Regions from separate parts of the Sus scrofa genome. Here regions 2 and 3 are each linked to region 1. The links are chromatin contacts, called in public Hi-C and HiChIP or PLAC-seq maps. All regions are on one chromosome and are shown on one strand. The core of a region is the stretch at or near the end of the contact, and the rest is flanking DNA. Distances in the headings are between cores, read along the strand shown.

Evidence for each region. Hi-C and Micro-C count contacts between places; a contact is called where the count stands out from the background. HiChIP or PLAC-seq counts read pairs in DNA pulled down with a chosen protein or histone mark.
Region 2: an H3K27ac HiChIP or PLAC-seq map of alveolar macrophages shows a contact between it and region 1. The contact joins the promoter of TSPOAP1 here to the promoter of RNF43 in region 1. A contact is called at or near these places in 4 of 5 promoter capture datasets (fetal liver, liver and skeletal muscle), 19 of 47 Hi-C or Micro-C datasets (alveolar macrophages, blood, fetal heart ventricle and 10 more) and 1 of 2 datasets of contacts at active chromatin or transcription factors (alveolar macrophages).
Region 3: a Hi-C map of liver shows a contact between it and region 1, with 2.9 times the contacts expected there. The contact joins the promoter of SUPT4H1 here to the promoter of RNF43 in region 1. A contact is called at or near these places in 2 of 5 promoter capture datasets (fetal liver and liver), 5 of 47 Hi-C or Micro-C datasets (embryonic fibroblasts, epiblast stem cells, heart right ventricle and 1 more) and 1 of 2 datasets of contacts at active chromatin or transcription factors (alveolar macrophages).

The regions. Positions count from the first base shown.
Region 1 is chr12:34,692,940-34,697,829 of Sscrofa11.1, reverse strand. It overlaps RNF43 (E3 ubiquitin-protein ligase RNF43), which reads left to right and starts at 2,809. Exons shown (of 13, transcript XM_021067274.1): 1 at 2,809-3,947. It overlaps HSF5 (heat shock factor protein 5), which reads left to right. Exons shown (of 6, transcript XM_003131648.3): 6 at 1-1,599.
Region 2 is chr12:34,603,826-34,608,715 of Sscrofa11.1, reverse strand. It overlaps TSPOAP1 (peripheral-type benzodiazepine receptor-associated protein 1), which reads left to right and starts at 2,093. Exons shown (of 31, transcript XR_002337199.1): 1 at 2,093-3,356; 2 at 4,169-4,276; 3 at 4,560-4,688.
Region 3 is chr12:34,627,059-34,631,948 of Sscrofa11.1, reverse strand. SUPT4H1 (transcription elongation factor SPT4) reads left to right here and starts at 2,268. Exons shown (of 5, transcript XM_003131646.4): 1 at 2,268-2,425; 2 at 2,961-3,067. The coding sequence starts at 2,357. RNF43 (E3 ubiquitin-protein ligase RNF43) reads left to right here. Exons shown (of 13, transcript XM_021067274.1): 13 at 1-375.

The DNA.
Region 1 (4,890 bases), core at 1,560-4,059:
AAAAGATAACAGATTATCAAGATTCCTACATCTTTTGGTCAGACTGTGTATTTTGGCAGAGTGCTTGAAGAGGAGACACAGTTTCTAAATGAAGGAACTTTGCCTTTTCTCTGTCATATTGAAAAGCTGATATACTATGTAGGTGATATTCCTTTCCTTAGATATGCCTTTCTTGGCTTTGTATATGTTGAAAGAGACAAGACCTTTCGAAGAACATGTGTCAAGCAGGAACCTTGGCATGGATTTGGTTTCAGTCATTTTAAGGCTTAATTAATGAAATGCCTTTATCAGCTTTCCAAACTTTTTTTTTTTTTTTAATATATGAATACAACAGACCAAGGAGCTGGATCTCCTGCTATACTCACATGCCTGCTACCTATCAACTAAAGCTATCATTACTGACTTGGGCAAAGTGGCAAAAGATAAAATAAAATCTTTGTGTGAATTAGCCAGTAGGGTCTGACACATGCTAACAAGGTTCCTGACTAGCGCCTCGGTATTTGAGCACCTTAAGCACGATAAATTCCAATCAGTCAACAATAAAGTGAGTGTTTCAACTAGACTTGTTGTCTTGCTTGTTTTTACTGTCTGATTAGTGATCAATAGAAACCTCAGTCATTAGGACTATTAATCATAATAGTAGCGTTCCAAAGAGAATGTGCTCTGTTTTTCAAAGAATCTGACTTAAAAAAAAAAAAGTCCTGAGCTTTTTAATTTGCACTTGAATAGAGAGTGAGTCCTTAAAATACCATTAAGGATAAGGACAATTCTTGGACATGTTTATAGAAACCTAGTTTTTTGGAAAAGGATCGAGGTCTTGGGTAACTTTAGTCAATCCAGATGCAAAGGTAGATCCGAAGGGTGATCTGTCTCCTGTGTAAGGTTAGGTGGTAAACATCGGTGAGATGAGCATCTTATGTAGCGATGGCATCTTTGTGATGTCTCTGTAGAAGCTGTGGTCTGTCAATCTGCCAGAGGATAATTTCTCTTGTTTATCAAATCTGGTGACTTTGTTTGTCAATACTGTGTAAATAAACACCATATATGAGTGAACTAAGCTCTACAGAGCTATTTGATTGGATCCTGAGTAGCTCAAGGTATCCAGACTCATGATAATGTATTATCATCATCCTCAGATCTCAGAGTTTCTTCAAGAGAGGGCAACCACATCTGTATTTTCTTCCTTTCAACTAAGTGTCTGCATTAACTCTTAGGTTTGGGTGTCTTTATTCCTTTGCAAGTGTCAAGCAGGAATAGGTGAGGCAATGTCAATTAGTAGGTTACTTTTTGTTTAAAGATATTTTTACATTAATCCAGATACATGATTATGTGTATTTTGCATTATTTATGCTGTGCTCTTATGTGGCTTATATAAAATAAAAATATAAAACCATAGCAGACCTTGAAAATTTTTCTCCAGAAGAATTAGATCTATTCCTGTTCTTTAGGAAAGGAGCTATAAAAGGTCTATACTTGCATTATGTTCTTAAGGTCTAACCAATAAAGAAAAAGTGCTAAATTAAGAATTTACTTTAGAATTTATCTCTCTGCTCTAGGTGCTATTAGGCCTAAAATGCCAAAACTATCCCCATAAACCATCTTCAAAAATTTCTTTTATTAATTTGTTTTGATTGAAGTATAGTTGATTTTAATGTGTTAATTTCTGGTATGCAGCAAAGTGATATATTTGTGTGTGTGTGTGTGTGTGTGTATGTATTTTAAGGTTTTTTTCCATTATAGTTTAATACAAGATACTGAATATAGTTCCCTGTGCTATACAATAGGACTTCTTTATCCATTCATCTGTCAGTGGCCATTTCGTCTGCTTCTGTGTCTTGGCTGTTGTAAATGGTGCTGCTATGAACATTGAGGTACATGTACCTTTTTGAATTAGACCATAAACCCTCTTCAGGGAAAAAATTCTCAAGGCGAATAGGTCACTCATACTTTCTGCTTTCAGAGGCATTATGTCATTTCATCTTTATTTATTTATTTTGTCTTTTTAGGGCTGCACCCATGGCATATGGAGGTTCCCAGGCTGGGGGTCAAATCAGAGCTGTAGCTTCAATCTACATAGCTGACGGCAATGCTGGATACTTAACTCACTGAGGGAGGCCGGGGATCAAACCTGTGTCCTCATGGTTGCTAATGAGATTCGTTAACCACTGAGCCACCGTAGGAACGCCTGTCATTTCATCTTTACATTAGGCCTACAATACAATTATTATTCTCCACATTTTAAAGGTAATCAATTTGTACAGTTCTTTTGTACAAATTAAAAATTATTTTAAATTTTCTCTTATGTGCTTCTTACCACAATTTTAACTGTGCTTTTTTACCGCAATAAGCTCGTGACATCAATCTTAATCGTTTTTAAGTGTAGTGTTAACTACATTCGCATTGTTGTTCATTTGTACAATTTGGAAAGATTATTGGCAGCAGATCACAAATAAAATGTCTGGCCACAATCACATGTAATTTGGTAAATTTGAAAATTCAGATTTTAAAAACGTATTTATTACTTTATATATTGGAAACTTTTGCATTATTTCTAATGTTCGTGAATGTGGTAATTAGCCAAAAATTACTTTTCTTTTTGCCTGTAGTCTTCTTGTTAATATATTTTACCCCTTTGTATTTATGGCATAGACTTACTTGCAGTCTCATTGAAGGTCCAAGTCTAACCCATAGTATTATTTCACCTCTCAAGGATGTGAGGAGAAAATAACAGATTCCAGACCTCTGACATCACCTAATCTAAAAGCTTGGTACTGGCACAGTTTAGAAAAGAGCTACCGAATTTAAATTTGTAAGGGCTGAAGAAAAGCTATGCATAAAATGGACAGAGTTCTTGCCAGAGTAGCAGACATAAGACAGCAATAAATCAGTAAGAACTATAGCACAAGATCACTTTATTCTGGCTTTGGGCATTTATCCACACTAAAACCCGGAAAGAGCAGAAGTCCCCTTGAACTTATATTTATCAAACCTTGTGTCCATTGTTTTATCTTCTGGGTTTTCTTTTCTTTTTTTTTTTTTTTCCTTCTCTTTAGTTCCTCGTACCGCCAGCTAAGTCTCTTGGGTGCAGAATCTGCTTATGTATCTGTTGGAGGGGCCCTGATTTTCCCGTGGTAGCCTGCTTCCTCAGGGAAAGGTGCTGAGGGTTGAACTAGATGCAGTTTGGCTGTGGCTCAATAGAGGGAGTAGAGGAGCTGAGAGGAAAGCGAGCGCGCAGGAACGTGTCTGGTTAAGTAAGTGTGCGTGCACCGTGCCCCAGCCATCCAGGAGGAGGCGGGGCGGGCTGGGGGTGGCTGCCTCTAGCTGCTCCACCCTCACTTTGTGTCAGCAGGTAGAGAGCGTGATTGCAGTCCCAGGGGAGGGAGTCAGAGCTAGAACACCAATTACAAACCACAGGCTTCCTCCTCTAGGGAGTTGATCCAGAATTGTCTTTCTGGAAGGGAAGCACTCGAATCCTTCCGAACTTTCCAAGTCTATCCATGATACAAAGATATTGCCTTCTCCCTCTGGGATTTTCTGTGTTCCTGGTAGTGAATTGTTGCTGATGTATTTGCTACTTTGCTTCTTTTCTCTTTCAAGATTTGATCATTTTTATATGCTGTTCGGGGAGAAAAAGGACTTTTGTTAGAAAGGAGATTTCAGAAATGGTTTTGGATCCTCCATAAGTGTTTTTAGAGTTCTTGGGGACAGTAGCTCTAACCTTGGAGTAAGTTTCTGCCTTTGACCTGCATGGATTATTTTTTCAGGCTGCGGAATTTCTCGGCAACTACCTGCAGTGTGGGGCACTTGGTTTGGTTGCAGAGTGAGAAGGTGGAAGAATGAGCTGTACTTGGTTAAGCAGTTGAAACCTTATTTTGAGCAGGATCTATAAAAGCATAATTGAATTTGTTTCACCCCCGTGGATTCCAGTGGGCCCGACAGCGCAACAGGTTTGCAGATTTCTTTTGAAATTCTTTTTTTCCCTCCCCTCCCTCTGCCTCAGCAAAAGAAAAAGCATCTGTATAACAGGTTCATGTTCAGTTGCTTGGCTTTTCAGCACTTATTCTGAAGACTTAATAAGATTTTTTAACTTGACCTCTGAGCACAGTGGGCTTTGTGGTTGAAGTGCATTTATATTTACTTAAGGGTGCACATTTTGAAATTTTAGAATAAGATTTTGTTTGTACAAAGACCCAAATTCTCAAGTGTGCCTAGAAATAGCACAGATCTACTCTACTCAGGTTTATTTTTACTTTTTCAGGGTGTTCTACTTAAGCGCCTGTAGACTGATCACCTCCCTACTCCCCTATCTTTTATTCCCCACCCCCTCAAGGAATTTGAAAACGTGTTAGGAATAGCCCTTTGTTTTACTTATGGACCTAGAAAATTACAGATTATAAGATCTGGATAATAAAGTCGTTTGCAAAAGCATCTCATGGGAAATCAAGGTGCTTGGCATTCTCAAGCAGGAGAATAAAAGCCGGAATCCCTAAGAGAGAAAGGAAAATAAAGACAGAAATATGAATTTCAACTGGGAAAAATAATTGGAAAGCTAAGCTGTTCAAATATTCTTCTAATTATGAAAGTTGGAAAAGGTTGTGATGCTCAGGTTTATCCAGTGAATATATGAAGATGTATAAATTACCACCTAATTTATAGGCAAATTTAAATAGAATATTTTAAAAAATCATAGTATATTTAAGTTCCTGAAAAGTATTAGAAGTTCAGTGGGCCTGAAACTTTGGCTATACTGAAATACAGTTGAATGTTGAAACTTTTATAAGTACATGTAGTAGCATCTTTGGACATCTCTCAAGGTGTAGCCTGAAATATTGTCACCTCTCCTTTCCCATTTAACAAAAAAAATTCTCTTGTGATCTTTAGTCTTTTACC
Region 2 (4,890 bases), core at 844-3,343, 88 kb after region 1:
CTTTTCACACTCTCAAACGGAAGGCTGCCTACCTCCAGTTCTAATCTAAGAAAGTCTGGGGGGGGTCCTTGGTAGTTTAAGAACTGGGCACAAAGACACCGTGGCTTACACAAAAAGCATCTTATACATAGACAAGGGCACAGATGCCAATATGTAAAGCACACACCAGTGCATGTGCATGTGCACACAGGGATTATATATATATAATATGCATATGTACAGTAGTATATATACATGTGACATGGCTGGCATGTCGCAATGACACACAGTGATATCCACACGCTTGGGACATACATATTCAGTAGTACACACAGACAATGATATAAGCACACACGATGTGTGTCACAGAAGAGCATACACATACACACATGGTGACATTTATAAAATAAACACATTGGATCCATACGCAAACACATATAGTGACACATTCAAACATGATAAATATACAATAGAGACATGGTGAAATTATATATCTATCTGGATATATAGATATAAATAAAACCATGTATATCATTACATATTTTCATGACTATGAGACTGTGCCATCATATACTGTATAATGTCATATAATGGCATCCATATACATTTATCATGACACTTGTGTTGTAATTTATACACTCACAACCATTGCCTCACATACACATCACAGCACACGGACACTGTGGCAAGTAGCTATCTCTGCAACGGTGTATATATGGAAACATGCATACCTACATACCCAGTGAGACCCCCAAACATATAATAGAAAACACACACATGTATGTACATACATAAAATAATACTATGCCCCCACATACATAGAGATGAACAGATGTCTATTCTGTGTATGTGTGCTATACATATACATGCATGTAATGGCTTATGTGCATATACCCTGTCCTTAACATCAGTGAGGGAGTTCCCCCTGTGTCTTAGCAGTAACAAACCCGGCTAGTATCCATGCGGAAGTGGGTTCGATCCCTGGCCTCCCTCAGTGGGTTAAGGATCCGGCATTGCTGTGAGCTGTGGTGGAGGTGGCCAGATGTGGCTCTGATCCTGTGTTGCTGTGGCTGTGGCGTAAGTCGGCAGCTGTAGCTCTGATTTGACCCCTAGTCTGGGAATTTCCATATGCCGCCAAGGGCGGCCCTAAAAAGCAAAAAAACCAAAAACCCAAAAAACCCCAAAAGCCAAAAAACATCAGCGACACACATCATGTAGTGGTGTACATATTGATCTGCACATTGATTTAGGGAACGAGGATGTCACGTCTCCTCATGCGCCCTCCTCCCTGCCCCCAACAGTTGGGTCAGCTCTGGCCCAGTTGGAGCACACTGTGGCCTGGTGGTGGTGCTATTCCTCAGGACTGCCACACGGGGGCCCCTGACCTTAGCGGAGACTGGCTTCGGTCTCAGGTACAGAGGCCTCTGGGAGGCCCTTTCCAACATTCATGTCCCTGGGGACTCCATCTAGGCCTCTGCCCCTACATACAGGCTGACTTAAGGTGGGGGAGTTCCACGTCCTTGTCCCCAAGTGCCATTTTCCCATAGCAAAAGGTCTAAGTATAGACAGAAGGTGAGCTCTCTGATAGTTTGGGACAAAGCCAGCCCACCACGCCATGTGGCCTTCCCTGCTGGCTGGAGAAGGTTGACCCCCAAAAGCAACCTGCCAGGAGGAAGCAGAAGCAATTCTCTCAGCCTATTTCCACCTCTGGCTCTTTGCTTCTCTCTCCTTGTTTTCATGATCTTGATTTCTCTCTCTCTTTGTTTCATCTCAAATCCCATCTTTTTTATTCCTGCCATTCACCATGGCTGGATCTCTATCTATCTGTCATACCACCTTCTGTCTCTGTCTCTATCTGGCTTGAGATAAGACTGATGTGGGGCTGTGTGTCTGCAGCCCCCTGCCTCTGTACCCCGGGAGATGTGGAGGTGTATGTGGGAGGGGAGGGGTGGGGGTGGGGTGTCACATGTTGGGGGCATTGGGCCGAGATCCCGCAAGGAACCTGCTCTTCCTTCTGTCCCGACCCTGCCTGCCGGTCCAGCCCACCAGTCCAGCGCCATCACCATGGAAACGAGCAGCCGACTTCCTATTGGTGGGCGGGAGGGGAGGGGGAGGGGAGGGGAGGACTGGCTCTCCCCTGCTCACCCCCCTATTCTGAGGCTCAGCCCTCCTCCGCGCCCACCATCTCGGGGCTCCGGGACTGTAAGGGACCCCTGCAGTCCCCAGAGCTGAGGCCAGAAGGGACAGAGACTATGAGGCAAGCAGCCCACCGACCCAGGCCTCCTTAGGACCAGCCCAGCCACCCAGCAAGCTGGCGAGCAGCAGCGGAGAGAGGAGTAGGAGATAAAGGACCACAGCCGACCTTTGGGGACCATCCCCGGCAGCTCCTGTGGACCCTAGCCAGGCTGAGGGCTCCTGATAGATGGCCAGACTCACAGACGCTGATGGACACACAATGACAGCGATGATGCACACAGCAGCATTGAGATACTCAGATACAACCAGTGACAGCATCACCCACTGCCACAGCCCTGCAATATAGACACCCCCCCACACACACACAGAAACAACTGGTAACTCCGAAACAGGCACAGACAGTGACACGCAGAACCACTACCCCCAACACAAGCGGGGGCATCCATCTGCCAAACACACACACACACACACACACACACACACACGGCAGCACTGACCGGCACAGACAGACCTGGAGACACACGGACACCCTCACCCGGGCACTGCTGTTGGTGGCCTTTGCACATCCTCCCCACCCCCACGGGGACACCCTTGCTCCTCCACACACTCACACACACACGCAGCCACAGCAACAGCAAACACAGCTCGCATACCCCAGCTCCGGCTCTGGCAGCCCAGACTCCTGCAGCCTCCTTTGTGGATGAGGAAGAACTCAGCCAGCCTCGGATGGATGTTCGGTGAAGCCCAGAGCTCAGAAAAGAAAGGCTCTGGCCTGGCAGGACCCTCGCCAGCCCCTCCACCCGGCTGGGTGATGTCCCCTGGCCTGGGTCCTGGGGCCCCTTGGCAGAACCATGGAGCAACTGACACCCCTCCCGCGGCCGGGGGACCCCAGAAACATGGAGCCATGGGCACTGCCCGCCTGGCAGAGCTGGACTCCAGGCCAGGGGGGCGAACCCGGAGGTGCATCCCCAAGCATGGCCGATACTCCGGCAGCTCTGCATGTGGGAGAACTGAGGCCTGAGGAGAGCCCTGAGCCTGAGGGAGCCCGAAGCCCTGGGGCTGTGGGGGGCATTGAGCCCAGAAGAACAGAAACTGGGCTGCCTAGCTCGGGGCCTGGAGCCTTGGGGTCCAGACCCAGCTGCCAGAGGCTGGAGGACGAGGAGCTGGAGGCTTCCCCTAAGGTAAGGGAAGTGGACGGTGGGGGTCTGCGCACTGGGGGCTCTCACCATGCCCTCCAGCTTGGCCATGATTTGCAACTTCGCTGTCTACCTCTCTTCTCCTGTCTCTGTCTGTGGGTCCATCTCTGTGCCTGTCTGTCCTCCCTCCTTTGGGCAGGAATCTCAGTGGCTCCATTTTTTTTTTTTTTTTTTTGGCCATCTGTCTGTCCTTCTGCCTCTCTGCTTCTCTACCTCGAATCCTCTGCCTTCCCCCTCCCTCTGTGAATCTCTGACAGTCTGTCTGTCTGTCTGTGTCTGTCCGTCTTCTCGACAAGTCTCTGTCCTTGGGGGCTGCAGGATCCTGGGGGTGGGCAGAGGTATATGGTGGAATCAGAGTCCAGAAGAAGAAGCAGATTCAGGGGAGGGGGCTCAGCTGAGCCAGGGAGGACAAGGTTTGGGGTGGGTATGAGTGGCTCCTGTAGATGATGGAGGGACCAGGACTTTGGGGGACTCAGGTGGCCATGAGGAGCCTGGAGGGGTGAGGATGGGAGCTCGAGCTGGCCTTTCCCAAGAAGGGAAGGAGGGCAGGGATGGAAAACACGGGGGACTAGCAGAGGGTCCCAGAGTTGCGGGGTGCCAGTGTCAACAGGGAGGACGAAACGGCCCCTTCTCCTGGGCCTCTCGTGCTCCCCTCTGAAGGCCTGGGACGTGAGGGAGAACCTTGCAGTCTCCAGGTCTCCTTGGGCTGTGGAGAGGGAACCGCATCCCTATGAGGCTCTGATCCCCATGGGGTCGGGGGGGGGAATTCCCGAGGCTCCTGTCCTTTCCCATGCCAGGGCAAGCTGAAAATGGGCTTTGGGGACCAGCCCAACCTGGAGCTGCTGAGGGCAGTGGGGGAGCTGCAGCAGCGCTGTGCCATCCTTAAGGAGGAGAACCAGATGCTGGTGAGGCTTGGAAAGTGACTCCTGGGTCGTGGTTGGAGCTGGGAGGGAAGCCGACTCAGACATCCCAGCCTTCGCCATTCCATGAACATCCCTCCAAGTGGCAGCTACACGGGGCCAACATGACCCCCAGACCCAGAGAGGGTGAAGCCCTACCTAGAGTGGCTGAGGACCTCACTGTGAGCCCAGGACTGAGCTGTTAGGATCGGGTCTGGGCAGTGGGGGGCGGGGGGCGGGGGTAGTGTGTGCTTCCCATATGCCCCAATTCTGGCTGACCCCTTGTCAGAGGAAGAGCAGCTTCCCCGAGACAGAGGAGAAGGTGCGGAGGCTGAAGCGGAAGAACGCCGAGCTGGCGGTCATTGCCAAGCGCCTGGAGGAGAGAGCCCGGAAGCTGCAGGAGACTAACCTGAGGGTGGTGAGGATGGGAGGCCACTGATGGAGGCTGGGCGACCAGGGAAGAGGGGCACCAGGGCTGGGCCTGAGGGAGCAGGGCTTGGAAGCCAAGGACTCTGAGCACGTAGGACTCTTGGCACCTAGGAAAGCAGGATTCCAGGGGCTGAGGTGCAGCAAGGGCAAACGCCAGCCAGACTAGGAGGCTGAGGGTTTCTGGAACTAAC
Region 3 (4,890 bases), core at 1,019-3,518, 65 kb after region 1:
CTGGTTACCGAGTGGGCACGGGCTGAGGGGCCTCCTTGGGGTGACATTCACCCCAAGGCAGTTGGAGCATTGCTGGCCCCTCAGGCATTATCCCATTTGGAATGTGAATGTGGGAGCCAAGTGGGCACAGGACCCCACCTGGGAATCTTCTTCCCCCAAAGTCAGGGGGGAACTAGCACCTAGGTACCCACGTGGGTATTTATATCTGGATAGAAAGATGCTTGAATCAGGCACTATGTTGAGAAATGTATTTATTTGCTAATATATTTATCCTTAAATGCGGTCTGGTCTTGTGGTTTTGTTCTGTCATGACTGTCACTGAGGGTAACAGCTCCGTCCTTTATATGGGAGAAATAAATTATGTTTGGTATCAGAGGCTAGGCTCTGATTTATGAAAGGACCGAGGAGACTGCTGGGCTTGGCCCTAAGAACTGGCTTGTAAGCCCCTAAACCATGGTCTAGTGAACTCAGGGAAAGAGAAAGCATGACTGGATTCTCACTGCGGTTCCGTTTGTTACCTGTATTGTCATTGTCCTCATTTCAAACTCTCACTGATGACGCTTCACTGACTTTCTCTGTGACTCTGGGCAAATACTCTGTGCCTCACTTTTCCCACCCCTGAAATGGACCCACCTCACAGAGTGAAGTGTGTTCCAAAGTAGAAAGTGTGCAGTGATGGAGAACACCCTAACCCATCAGAGCCCATCGGAACAGGCATGGACGGGCACTGGCAGCACACTGGCCTTGAAGAAGCTCAGTTTCAATTTAGGAGGCCTGGCTGGGAAGATAGACCAGCAGGGCCTGAAACTATCTATCTATTTATTTTTTGTTTTTTTGCCTTTTCTAGGGTCGCTCCTGCGGCATATGGAGGTTCCCAGGCTAGGGGTCTAATCAGAGCTGTAGCCACCGGCCTACACCACAGCCCAGCAACGTGGGATCCGAGCCATGTCTGCGACCTACACCACAGCTCAGGGCAATGCTGGATCCTCGACTCACTGAGCAAGGCCAGGGATCAAACCCCCAACCTCATGGTTCCTAGTCCCATTCGTTAACCACTGCACCACTAAGGGAACTCCTGAAATTATCTATTTATATCCCAAAGCTCCAGTTCACATAAACACAAATGACTGTCCTCTGCCTACACATAGGACTAATGTGAGGATCAAGGGAGCTGGTGCTATGTCGGTAGGAAGAGTTCCACAGGGCCTGGACAGGCCTTTGCTCGCCTCCTGCCTCCTGCCAAAGTGCATTTTCCCTTTCCACTTCTCTGGGAAAGGCTTGGTTTTGTCTCATGCCCAGTTTTTTGGTTTTTCCTGTTTTTTTTTTGTTTTTTTTTTTTTTTTTTTTTTGCTTTTTGGGTCCACCCTCGCCATAGGTTCCCAGGCTAGGGGTCAAATCACAGCTACAGCTGCTGGCCTACACCACTGCCATAGCCACACCAGATCCAAGCTGCGTCTGCGACCTACACCACAGTTCACAGCAACGCAGGATCCTTAACCCACTGAGCAAAGCCAGGGATCGAACCCACAACCTCATGGTTCCTAGTCAGATTCGTTTCTGCTATGCCACGACTGGAACTTCTCTTGCCCAGTTTTGAATCTGAAAGCTTCTTATAAAGTGAAATGAGGGAAAAAAAAAAAAAAAAAAATCTCCTACAGATGATCTGAAGGAAAGGAACTATATAAAAGCTAAAAGATGCACAAAGCATAAATTATCAGCTGGGCCGAGGAAACGTACCAAGAGTTTTTAGAAATAATTGAATATGCATTTTCCGGGTGACAGCTCGCAGACCAGCATTCCCGTGGACGCAAATGGAAACCCAATCACGCTCTGATTGTTAGGAAGGAGCGGGGCGGTCTCTGGATTTCTTTTCGTCTCTGCAGAGATAATCCCAGAGGGAGACAGTGGCCCTACACTTTTAAGAGGGAAGACAAAAAAGAATCTCTGCTGTCATCTGGGATCCTCCAGGGAACCCGCGGGGCGGTGCCAGCCGCCCAGGTCAAATGGCCCGCGCGCCAGGATACCACCCGGGCCGCGGGGAGCCCCCGCGCAGGCGCCAACCGTGCCGCCCCTCCTCCTCGGGCTCCGCCCACAGGCCCAACGGCCGCTGGGCCTCGCCCCGCGCTCCGGCCCAGGTGGCGGGGGCGCGCGCCGGTCCAGGTGACTCTCCGCCGGCCCCGCCTCTAGACGGGAGAAACCATCTCCTGAGGCGGGGGGTGGGGCGGGGCCCGCGGCCTCCCACGCCGGAAGAGGAAGTCTGAGGAACCGGAAGTGCGTGTATTCTGGGCAAATCGCTGTTTACTTCCTGCGAGCGGCAGCTGTGGCTCATTCCGTCGCTGTTCTTCCTTGGAAGAGGATGGCTCTGGAGACAGTGCCGAAGGACCTGCGGCATCTGCGCGCTTGTTTGCTGTGTTCGCTGGTCAAGGTCTGGCGGGGACCTGGTTGTATGGGCGATGGGGGACCAAGCTGGGAGAAAGGGTAGGACAGGGCTCGGGGGGCGGTGAAGAGAAAAGATCCAGGCAGGGGACGTGGGAAGTAGGCCATCGCTTACGTGGATAGGAAGCCAGGCAGGTCGTGCAGCCATGGTCGCGGGCGGTCTCATAAGCCTTTGCAACTTTAGCTCTCAGTACAGGCCTGACCCTTTACAGACGTTCAGTGAACTTCTATTGGAGTTGAAGGACGCCGGCTAAGAGTCAGAGGAGGGTGGGAATTTCCAGCTGAGAGAATAGTGGGAGAAGGTGCCCGACCCCGAGGATACTAGGGAGAGGAATGGGTAAAACGCAGTTGGGAACAAAAGGAGTGTGAGAGTGGAAAAGGGCTATAGGAATGGTGGACGGGGGACTTGATGAGACAGAGCCAACGTAGGGAGCCTCGTGCTTGACCAGGTAGACTTATGAGAAAGCTACTTTTTCTTTTGGCCTTGTTCATGCTCCCCTCTCTCCTTTTTATCTCTCTCCCAGACTATAGACCAGTTTGAATATGATGGTTGTGACAATTGTGATGCATACCTTCAGATGAAAGGTAACCGAGAGATGGTATATGACTGCACCAGCTCTTCCTTTGATGGGTAAGTCCCTTTAGATTACTGCATTATCTCTACCCCATCAAGTAATTGTGGCCAAACTCTTGAGACCTTAATCCTAGTTGGTCTCAAAGTTATTTTGAGACACATGTCTTTGCTATCCAGAACCGTAGCTACTAGACGTGTGTGGCGTTGAGCACTTGAAATGTGGCTAGTCTGGGAGTTCCCGTTGTGGCTCAGTGTGTTGAGAATCCAACTAGTATCCACGAGGATTTGGGTTCGACCCACTTACCCTCGCTCAGTCGGTTAAAGAATCCAGCGTTGCCGCAAGTTGCAGCTTAGGTTGCAGAAAGTGGCTCGGATCTGGTGTTGCTAAGGCTGTGGTATAGTCTGGCAGCTGCAACTCTGATTCAGCCCCTATCCTGGGACCTTCCATATGCTGTGAGTATGGCCCTAAAAAAGAAAAGAAAAAAAGAAAAAAGAAAAAAAAATGTAGCTAGTCCAAATTGAGATATGCTTTACCTGTGATGTAATACTGGATTTCAAAGACTCAGCACAAGAAAAAAAAGTAAAATAATCTTGATTTTTGCATGTGTGTTAGTTACATGCCAAAATAATAATTTGAATATATTGGGTTAAATGAAATTAATTTCATTAATGAAGTTAATTTCACTTTTTCGTCATTACTCCTTTAACGTAGCTACAGAAAATTTAAAATGATTTGTGTGGCTTTCATTATTTTTCCACGGGATAGTTCTTCACTAGACTGTCAGCTCATTATTTGTAGGGACTGTATTTTGTGCACTGAGACATGGCATACAGGACCTGAAAGGTAGTAGGTGCTTAATAAATGTTGACTGCATGAAGAGCCTTTGTGAAAATGAAAGGGTAAATTTTGGCCCCAAAGTTGATGCCTTTAGATATCTTTAAGAGGCGCTTTAGAAAGGTTTTCCCTTGGTGAGATTGTCCCGTGGGGAAAAGGCAGTGAGAGAAATGTACGTTTCAGTTTTCCTTCCCTAAGGTAGGAGCCAGTATTCTTTGGGGGTTAAGAAAGTACTATTAAATTTCTTTCAGTCTCTAGGCTAATTAAGGATTTACATACAGACTGGCCCCAAACCAATACTTGCTAAAGTTCCTTCAAGGTGAGCCAACTTTATTCCTCCTTTGTTTGCCTTTAAGGAAGAGCAAAGGATTGGGCAGAGAAGGTGTCGTCGTGGAACTTTGTACACATGCCTGTGCACACGCAGATACTCCAGTCCTTTGTTCATTTGTTAGAGCCGTACAAATGAATGTACGCCAACAAATGAATGAAGAGACGCCCATCTGTGGCTGCTGTGAGAGACAGCAGGAGTTACCCATGGAGATTCTTTTTTTTTTTTTTTTTTTTTGTCTTTTTGTTGTTGTTGTTGTTGCTATTTCTTGGGCCGCTCCTGCGGCACATGGAGGTTCCCAGGCTAGGGGTTGAATCGGAGCTGTAGCCACCGGCCTACGCCAGAGCCACAGCAACTCGGGATCCGAGCCGCGTCTGCAACCTACACCACAGCTCACGGCAACGCCGGATCGTTAACCCACTGAGCAAGGGCAGGGACAGAACCCGCAACCTCATGGTTCCTAGTCGGATTCGTTAACCACTGCACCACGACGGGAACTCCGAGATTCTTAATAGTAAGAGAGACAGTGAAGTTTTACATGTTAGGGTTTTTTGTTTTTTTGTTTTAATCATAGTCAAATTCACGTTAAAAATTTTTTTTATAATTTTTAAGTGTAGAATTCAATGGTATTAAATATGTTCATGCTTTTCGTGTGACTTGTCACCACCATCCATCTCCAGAACATTTTTCCTCTTCTCATTTCCTCCTCCCCCCAGC